2 separate regions of the Sus scrofa genome follow, and region 1 is linked to region 2. A link is a contact called in public Hi-C data. All regions are on one chromosome and are shown on one strand. Each heading gives the region's core, a stretch centred on a gene start, on an enhancer-like site or on the middle of the called end of the contact. The rest is flanking DNA. Distances are from core to core; before and after follow the strand shown.

Region 1 (3,762 bases), core at 169-2,668, 43 kb after region 2:
TCATCCCCTGACAGAGCCCCCTGGGTGTAACTAGTCATCATACTTAGTCTGTTTACTGATCCAACAAGCAATTTATCCATCAGCTGTAATTAAATCATCTTCAAGCCGAGAGTCTCGTAAGTCCCAGATACACTTCCAAACAAAGCACTGGTGGGGACCGTCCCTAAAAGGAAGCCTGATGAATCCTCAGGGCAAGCCTCTGAAGTGGTTGTGGTTACTCCCATCTCACAGATGAAGAAACTGAGGCTCCAGAGGGAATCCATACATCATCCGAGGTCCCCATTGTGAATGGCACAGCCAGAACTTGAATCCAGGTCTGCTGGCCTGGCTCTTCCTTGTACAACACACTCCAGCCTGGGCTGCCTTTTCCCCGAATGTGTTGCAAAGGAATTTCAGACCCTCTGCTGTTGCCTGCTAAGGTTGTGATGCCAAGTTATCTAAGCATAGGCTTTTTTGGTCGCCTGGACGTCATCCCCCATCTTTCTTGCCTCCTTCAGTAGATCACGCACACTGGGAGGCAACTTCAGCTCCTTCCTATTCTGCTCGGTGCTGGGAGCCTGCTGTAGGGACTCCCCAGATTCCTAGTGGAGGAAAGAATGAAACTGTCAGGACAGAAGGAGAAATCTCTTTCTCTATTCCCAGCCTCCTTCCCTGGAATCCCAAACCCACTTTTGCCACTGGTCATTACTGGATAATAGCAGAGGTGTGTGTATCAGCCTAGAAATTCTTTTAGTAGAAGTTTTAAAATTTCAACATCAAAGGTTGGAAATACTTGGTAGTCTTTGATGTGCATGAGGCAAGTCAGCTAGACTTTTGGGAAGGGGGTGTGAGACACACACACACACACACACACACACACACACACACACACACACCCCTGTCTTTACCAAATATAAAATATTCTCTTTGCTTCCTGCACCCTCAAATATTGGTCAGTTTTAATTCCTGGGAGACTCTCTATGACTGTTCTAGGTGGGTGGAGAATGTTTCTTCAGATCTTTTGCTTTACATTGCTCAGTGATACCCTTCAAATAGGATTCTGGCTTCCCTGGTTTGCCAATAGTGTTACAAAAAGGCCCAGGAGAGCTTCTGCAGTGAGGTGCTGCAGGAGAAAATACACTGGCTCTGAAGAGGAGGACCAGGACTTGTCCAAGGTCATGCACCCAAATCCGTGGTCCTGAATATGCCTTCCCCTGTTTCCATGAAAGTTACACGTGGGAGCGCTCAAAATCTACTCAACTGACAACCTGGTGTGTGTCCCTGGCATTGTTTGTGCAACCAACTGCTTGTGAATCTGAGAGGCGAGGGCGTCAGAAGGGCGAGCGTCTGGGATATTTTAATATTCAGTATTTCCAGACTCAGCAGGCAGCAGGCTAAATCTGTCCACTGATGGGCAGGCATGAATTATGAAACCACTCACGTAGGTTGAGAGGTTGCCCGGAGCTGGGGAAGCGTCGCCACCAGTGTCTCTGCAAGCTGGTTGGGGGAGGGGTCTCTCCCCAGTTGGGAGGGATCGTGGAGTGTGGACCCGTGATCGATCACAGTGTGGGTGTGGCTCACACACCACAGGACCCATTTGGGCTTCCCGAATCCTAGGCCCTCAGACAGGGTGGGTGGTGGGATCAAAAAACAGAAGAGAAACCACAGGGCGGTCCTGCTTTCTGCGTGGCAGGAGGGTGAGGCTGCCCCCTGGTGGCGAAGGTCCGCAGGGGGCGCTGACCTTCAAGGAGTCCAGGAAGGAAATGTGACCTCCTTCCTGACCTGGGTTCTGATGCCTCCTCCACCTACTATGGGGGCTGTGCTGGTTGTGGGGGTCCGCCAGTGTGAGGCTGAGGGCTGGGAACTGAGGTCTAATCATCAAGGGGAGGAAAACTGAAGCTTAGGGGTTAGGATAGGTGATGATGGTGGTGGATTGTAAGCGAATCCTCAGAGATAATATTGAACAAAACACATCAGTAATAGCCATTTATTGATGCTCTGTGCCGGCAGCGGTGCTAAGCACATTACACACATGTTCTCAATTCTTCACAACAATCCTGTTCATTAGATATCATTATTCCTGCATTTACAGATGAGAGGCAAAGTGAAAACTCCAGTATCATCACCAGGTATGTAGTTAACAATTATGAAATAATGCAGCACAGTGTTTTAGGAGTAGTATCTCATGTAGTCTTCACACTTATTTTAGGAAATCGGCTTTTATTATTCCTATTTTTATTATTTCCATCATATCATTGAGGAATCTGAAGCTTAGAGAGGGTATGTGCCAGTTATTTTTTTTTTTCAGTGTGGCAAATCACTCCTCGATTTAGTGGCTTGAGCCAACAATTACTTAGTTTTGTTTGGTTTTTAGGTCTAAGTACTTCCTTTATTTTTACTTTTAAATTATAATATCCCTCCTATTACTATGAATTTGAAGATAGTTGATTGAACTACACATTAATAGACAAAGTAAGAATTCCAAATTTGTCTTTATCGTTTGATCAAAAAATTCTTTGCATGAATGGCTGGCAAAACTCTGCACAAATACTATCAATCCTCCACACAGACATGTGGATATTAATACTCGGATGTCGTGAGGGATCCCTTACTTTGCTTTTAAATGTGCTGAGTTGGCAATTTGGGCTGGGTTCTGCTGGGTGGTTCTTCTGGTCTCAGCGGGTCCCGGGAGAGCATCCTGCATCTGTGGTCACATGCTGGTCAGCTTGGGGGCTCTGTTTTGAGGGATTGGTTGGTTGTGGGCTGGGATGATGATGGAGACTGGTCCATGTGTGTCTCAGCATCCAGCAGGCTGGTCTGAGCTTGTGCCTGGGAGGGGTCTGAGAGAGAGAGAGAGGAGAAATATCCAAACTCTCTTGAGACCCAGGCTCAAAACTGGTACAATGTCACTTGTACTAAAACTCCATTGGCCAAAGCAGGTCCATCTCTAGCCCAGAATCAAGGGACAGGGTGTATAGACTCCTGATGGGGGGCGGGGTGCAGTGAAATCAGAGCAAATGGTGAGTGTCGATAGAGAGAGGGGGAGGGGTGGGGACCGGGCCATTTTAGTGCTATATCACTGGGTCCGTATGGGGAACGGGTTCAGGTGGAGTGGGACCCAGGTGGGAAGAACAAAATGTTCAAAGGCTCCCAAAGACTCTTGGGCAGGAAAGAGCCTATGTTTTTGAAAAGTAGGCTGGTATACCTGTAGGAGGAGGAAGTTGGAGTGGTTAGGGATGGGGGGAAGGGGCTGTTCTGAGCCCTTCATCTAGGTTAACACAATCCTCACAATTCATGGGTAAGCGCTGTGTGTTCCTCCCATTTCTGGATGGGGCCACTGAGGCATGGACAATGTGCTGAGTCACACAGCCAGAAGCAGCAGCTTCAGGATTCCAACCCAGGTCCTGCTATAAAGCCCACGCCCTGGACTGCTTGCCACACGGCTGCCACCCCAACAGGTGGAAGAAAGAACCTGGGGAAGATGGGTTTCGGTGCAGAGGGTGAGGGCTGAATGCAGAAACCACTTTCCTTGGGGGCCTGGAGACAATAACGGACAATGTCACTTATTCCTTGTCACCCTTTATTTACCCAAGATTATTTCTGCTTGAAGGTGGGAAGGAACTAGGCTTTCGGACTCTTTGACCCTTCTAATGGAAATAGTGTCAAGTGTATTCGCTAAGAGACTTTTGTTTTTAAGCAACAGAAACGGATCCTGTGTCGCCAAGTTTAAGATGAAGTCTTTCTTAGGAAAGTGCTAGGATAGCTCACAGAATCTGAAAACAT
Region 2 (3,343 bases), core at 556-3,055:
GCCTCAACCCACGGCGTCATGCTTCCTGCCACCACAGTACGGCGAATCGTCACCGGGAGAGGGGAGAAGAGGGGAGAGCGGGGGAGGGAGGGAGGGGAGCACACACACGCAGCCCCCCGCCTGCCCGAACCCGCGGAGCCGGGGCCACGTCCCGGTGGAGTCCCCGTGGGACCGGCCCCGTTCGCACAAAGCGCCGCAGTTTGGCCAAGAAGGGAGGGAGCCGGCCACGAAATAAATAAATAAAAACAGAGTCGGGTCTACGTAACGCCCTGTCGAAAGCGGACGCCATATTTTTTTGTGGCTTATGTCGACATAGGGAAACGTAGACATGTTTTTCCTCCTCCTCCTCCTCCTCGGTCTGCCTCCCATTTATCCAAACTTGTAATCAAAACTCTTTAAAAAAAAATCTCCCCCCGCCTCTGGATCCTCTGATTTCCTCCCACCCGCAAAAAAGAGCCTGCACCCCACCCCCCCTTCCGCGCCCCCCTTCCAATCACAAACCCGGCCAAGTCCCATTAACAACACATTTTCGGGAGCCGCGGCGGCGGCGGCGGCGGTGGGAAAGTTGGGCTGGAGTGGCCGGTGCCCGGCGTGCGGGGCTCGGGGCCGGCCGCGCCGGGCGGGGGGTGCTCCGCGCCGGGGCGAAGTTTCTTACCTGCGCCGGGGCTGGGAACGCGGGGACCCGGGCTGGGAACGTGGAGACGCGGCACGGGCGTTCCAAAATGGAACTCTGCTGGCTCCCCCCACCCACTCCCCACTCCTCACCGGGCGCCCGGCTCGGGCTCCGTGGGAAAGAGGGGGAAAGCCAGCCTGCCAGACAGACAGACAGAAGAAGCCCCCGTACGGAGAACAGTGGCCAAAATTTTTAAAAGAAAAAAAAAAAAAAGAAGGAAAAAAAAAGGGGAAAAAAATGTCTCGATCAGTGGGGAATCTACGCCAAAACCCACATGATCTGTAACGTCAGCATGCGTATTTGCATACGATACCACCACCCGAGCTGCCACCCGGGCTCGGGTTCCGCAGAAAGTTACAAAGTGAAATTCAGCCCCCTCCGGAGACGCCGGCGAAATGTCATTTTCAGGCGAGAGCTGGGGGGGAGGCCAACCCTAAAGGCGCTGGTTACTAGCCAAGGTTGGGGGGTGGGCAGTAAATTAACTTAAAAGTCTGAGCCCAGTAACGGACTCGGTGGAATTTCTGCGAGGGGAGGAGGGGGAGGCGCGAGCGAGATCATTGAATATTAAGCACGACCCGGCGCGGCGGCCGCGGCCAAACCCTCCTGGTGCAATACCCATTTTCTTTATGAAAAGTTCAAGGTGTCACTGATGAGCTCGACAAACTGTTGATCCTAACCACGTGGAGTGGCCGACGGAGGGACCGCTGGGCGCGGCTGCTCGCTGAGCGGGCGGCACCCGGGACCCCGCGTCCCTCCTGCAGAGCAAACGGCAGCGCGCGGGTGGGGCCGCCGCAAGCCCAGGGCGCTGCCTGCGCTTTCTCCCGCCCTAGGACTCAGGGAAATAATAACAACTTAAAAAAATTTTTTTTTTCTTTTTTAAAGCGAGACACATTTAACTCCTGGAGTAGTAATAAGAGGGCTCGGAGTAGGGAGGGTAAGGAAGAGCCCCCACTTATATAACGACTCGAAATTAGATGACTTTTGCTGAAGAGATTCTGAGATTTCCGCTTGCGCCAGGTCTGAGGTTGGTTAAACATCCTCAAACTTTTTTTCCTAAGAGCCAATAAACAAACAGACGCCCTGGGAGCTGACTTAAACTCTTGTCGGGCCAGCGCTCGCTGGGATTCTCAGACTTCGGAGAAATGCACACCCCTGCGGCGCTGGCAGGGAAGTCCCTCGGAAGCGAGGCGGGTCACTTTCGAAACTGGGACTCTGGCCTTCCCGGCGGGAGGGCATCCCTAACCGCCGCCGCCCCCTGGATCCCCTCGGGCGGCTTAGAGCAAAGGCAGGTCAGAATCTCGCTGCCCTCCGCCCGCGGCCTCGGGAACCGTGAACTCGCGTTTTGGGCGCGGCGCTTCAGCTGCAGTGTTCAGCTAAGGGCTCCAAGGGATTTGGGATTCAGGGGACGCTTTGGCATTTCACAGAACCTGTCTGCGCCGCCTGTCCCTGCCAGGTGGACCAGTTTCTCCTCGGTGGGCATCTCGACGCGTCAGCATCTCCCAAGTGTGTGCTGAGTGCGAGCGCGCACTGGGCGAGCGGGGGCCAAGGGGATGCTGTCTGGGGTCTACTTTTGACATTTTGAGAGCAGCAAGAAGACAAAGGGAGCCTGGGGCTGGGAGGCTCCGCGGAGTCCCCGCCCGCGCTGAGGATTAGCAGGCGCGGAGCGTCGGGGCTTCCCGGCCAGCCTTAGCTTGGGGGGAATTAGAACGAACTCTAGCGGCGGCTTGCGACTCGGCTCTGGGCGCTAGGACAGCAACAGGTGGCCGTGTGCGGCGGAGTGGCTGGAGGCGAGGACGGAGACGGGGTGAAAATGGCTGGCTCCCGGGCTGACTGCGTGGTCAACGCATTGGTTGACCTTTTGGCATTTTCGTTTCTGAGGCTGAGGAGAAGAAAGCAGCTGAAAGGCTTTCTCAGGGTCTCCCTTTAGGGCTCCAATTTCTCCACCAGAACCTGTTCTTTGGGTTCCCAGAAATTTTTACAATAAAAATAAAAATAGCTCATATGCAAAACTTTCTACTGGCTTGCACCTGTTTGTTCCGTTATTGCTGATGCAGGGTTGTTTGTTAACGGTGCAGGAAACCAGGTACTGGCTTTGAAGGAGGTCTCTTTTCCTAATGCTCTCAGATCTGAGAGGCAAACTGCCCAGGTTCTTAAAGGATTTATTAAGAACTTCCTGGGTGACTATGATCCAGATGCTATCGCATCTTTCTCAAACTCATTCCATATCTACTGTCTAACATCCTAATGTGCTTGCTGTCAATATCAGAATTTAGGGATGCTGAGTTTTTTTCCTCTTCCCTCAAGGATGTGCATGAAGAGAGAAAGAAAAAGAAAACAATCCCACCAACTATAATATTTTTATATTGCTTACTCTTGACTCTTCCAGGTCATTCCACTGCTTCCCTACGCCCCCCCCCCATAACTACAGTTCCCTGTTTCCATGGAAGTTACTGAAACCTTAAGAAAGTTGTATCTGTTCTGAGGCTGCACCTCCTTTTGCTGGTCATCCACTTAGAAGGGATTTCTATAAGCCATGTTTCCTCTGTCCCCCCCTCACTACCGTCTTCTTTTGGTTGGGCGAGCGGATAATAGGATGGAAGGGTCAGGCATGAGCCACACCGGGTAGACCCTCTGGACCGTCCATTGAGCTTTCATGTCTTCAGGCCACTT

What was found. Hi-C and Micro-C count contacts between places; a contact is called where the count stands out from the background.
Region 1: a contact with region 2 is called in a Hi-C map of skeletal muscle, with 9 times the contacts expected there. The contact joins the enhancer-like site here to the promoter of ZHX2 in region 2. A contact is called at or near these places in 1 of 5 promoter capture datasets (liver), 11 of 47 Hi-C or Micro-C datasets (alveolar macrophages, embryonic fibroblasts, epiblast stem cells and 4 more) and 1 of 2 datasets of contacts at active chromatin or transcription factors (skeletal muscle).

What each region holds. Positions count from the first base shown.
Region 1 is chr4:16,595,238-16,598,999 of Sscrofa11.1, forward strand. No RefSeq gene overlaps it. Among named protein-coding and RNA genes, the nearest start is that of ZHX2, 43 kb to the left of the region's middle. Within about 2 kb of position 1,419, at least 25 of the 83 cell types and tissues checked have an H3K27ac peak or open chromatin away from gene starts, as enhancers often do. A contact at or near this core is called in alveolar macrophages, fetal liver, liver and 1 more, where this site is marked.
Region 2 is chr4:16,552,054-16,555,396 of Sscrofa11.1, forward strand. ZHX2 (zinc fingers and homeoboxes protein 2) reads right to left here and starts at 1,806. Exons shown (of 5, transcript XM_021088974.1): 1 at 656-1,806.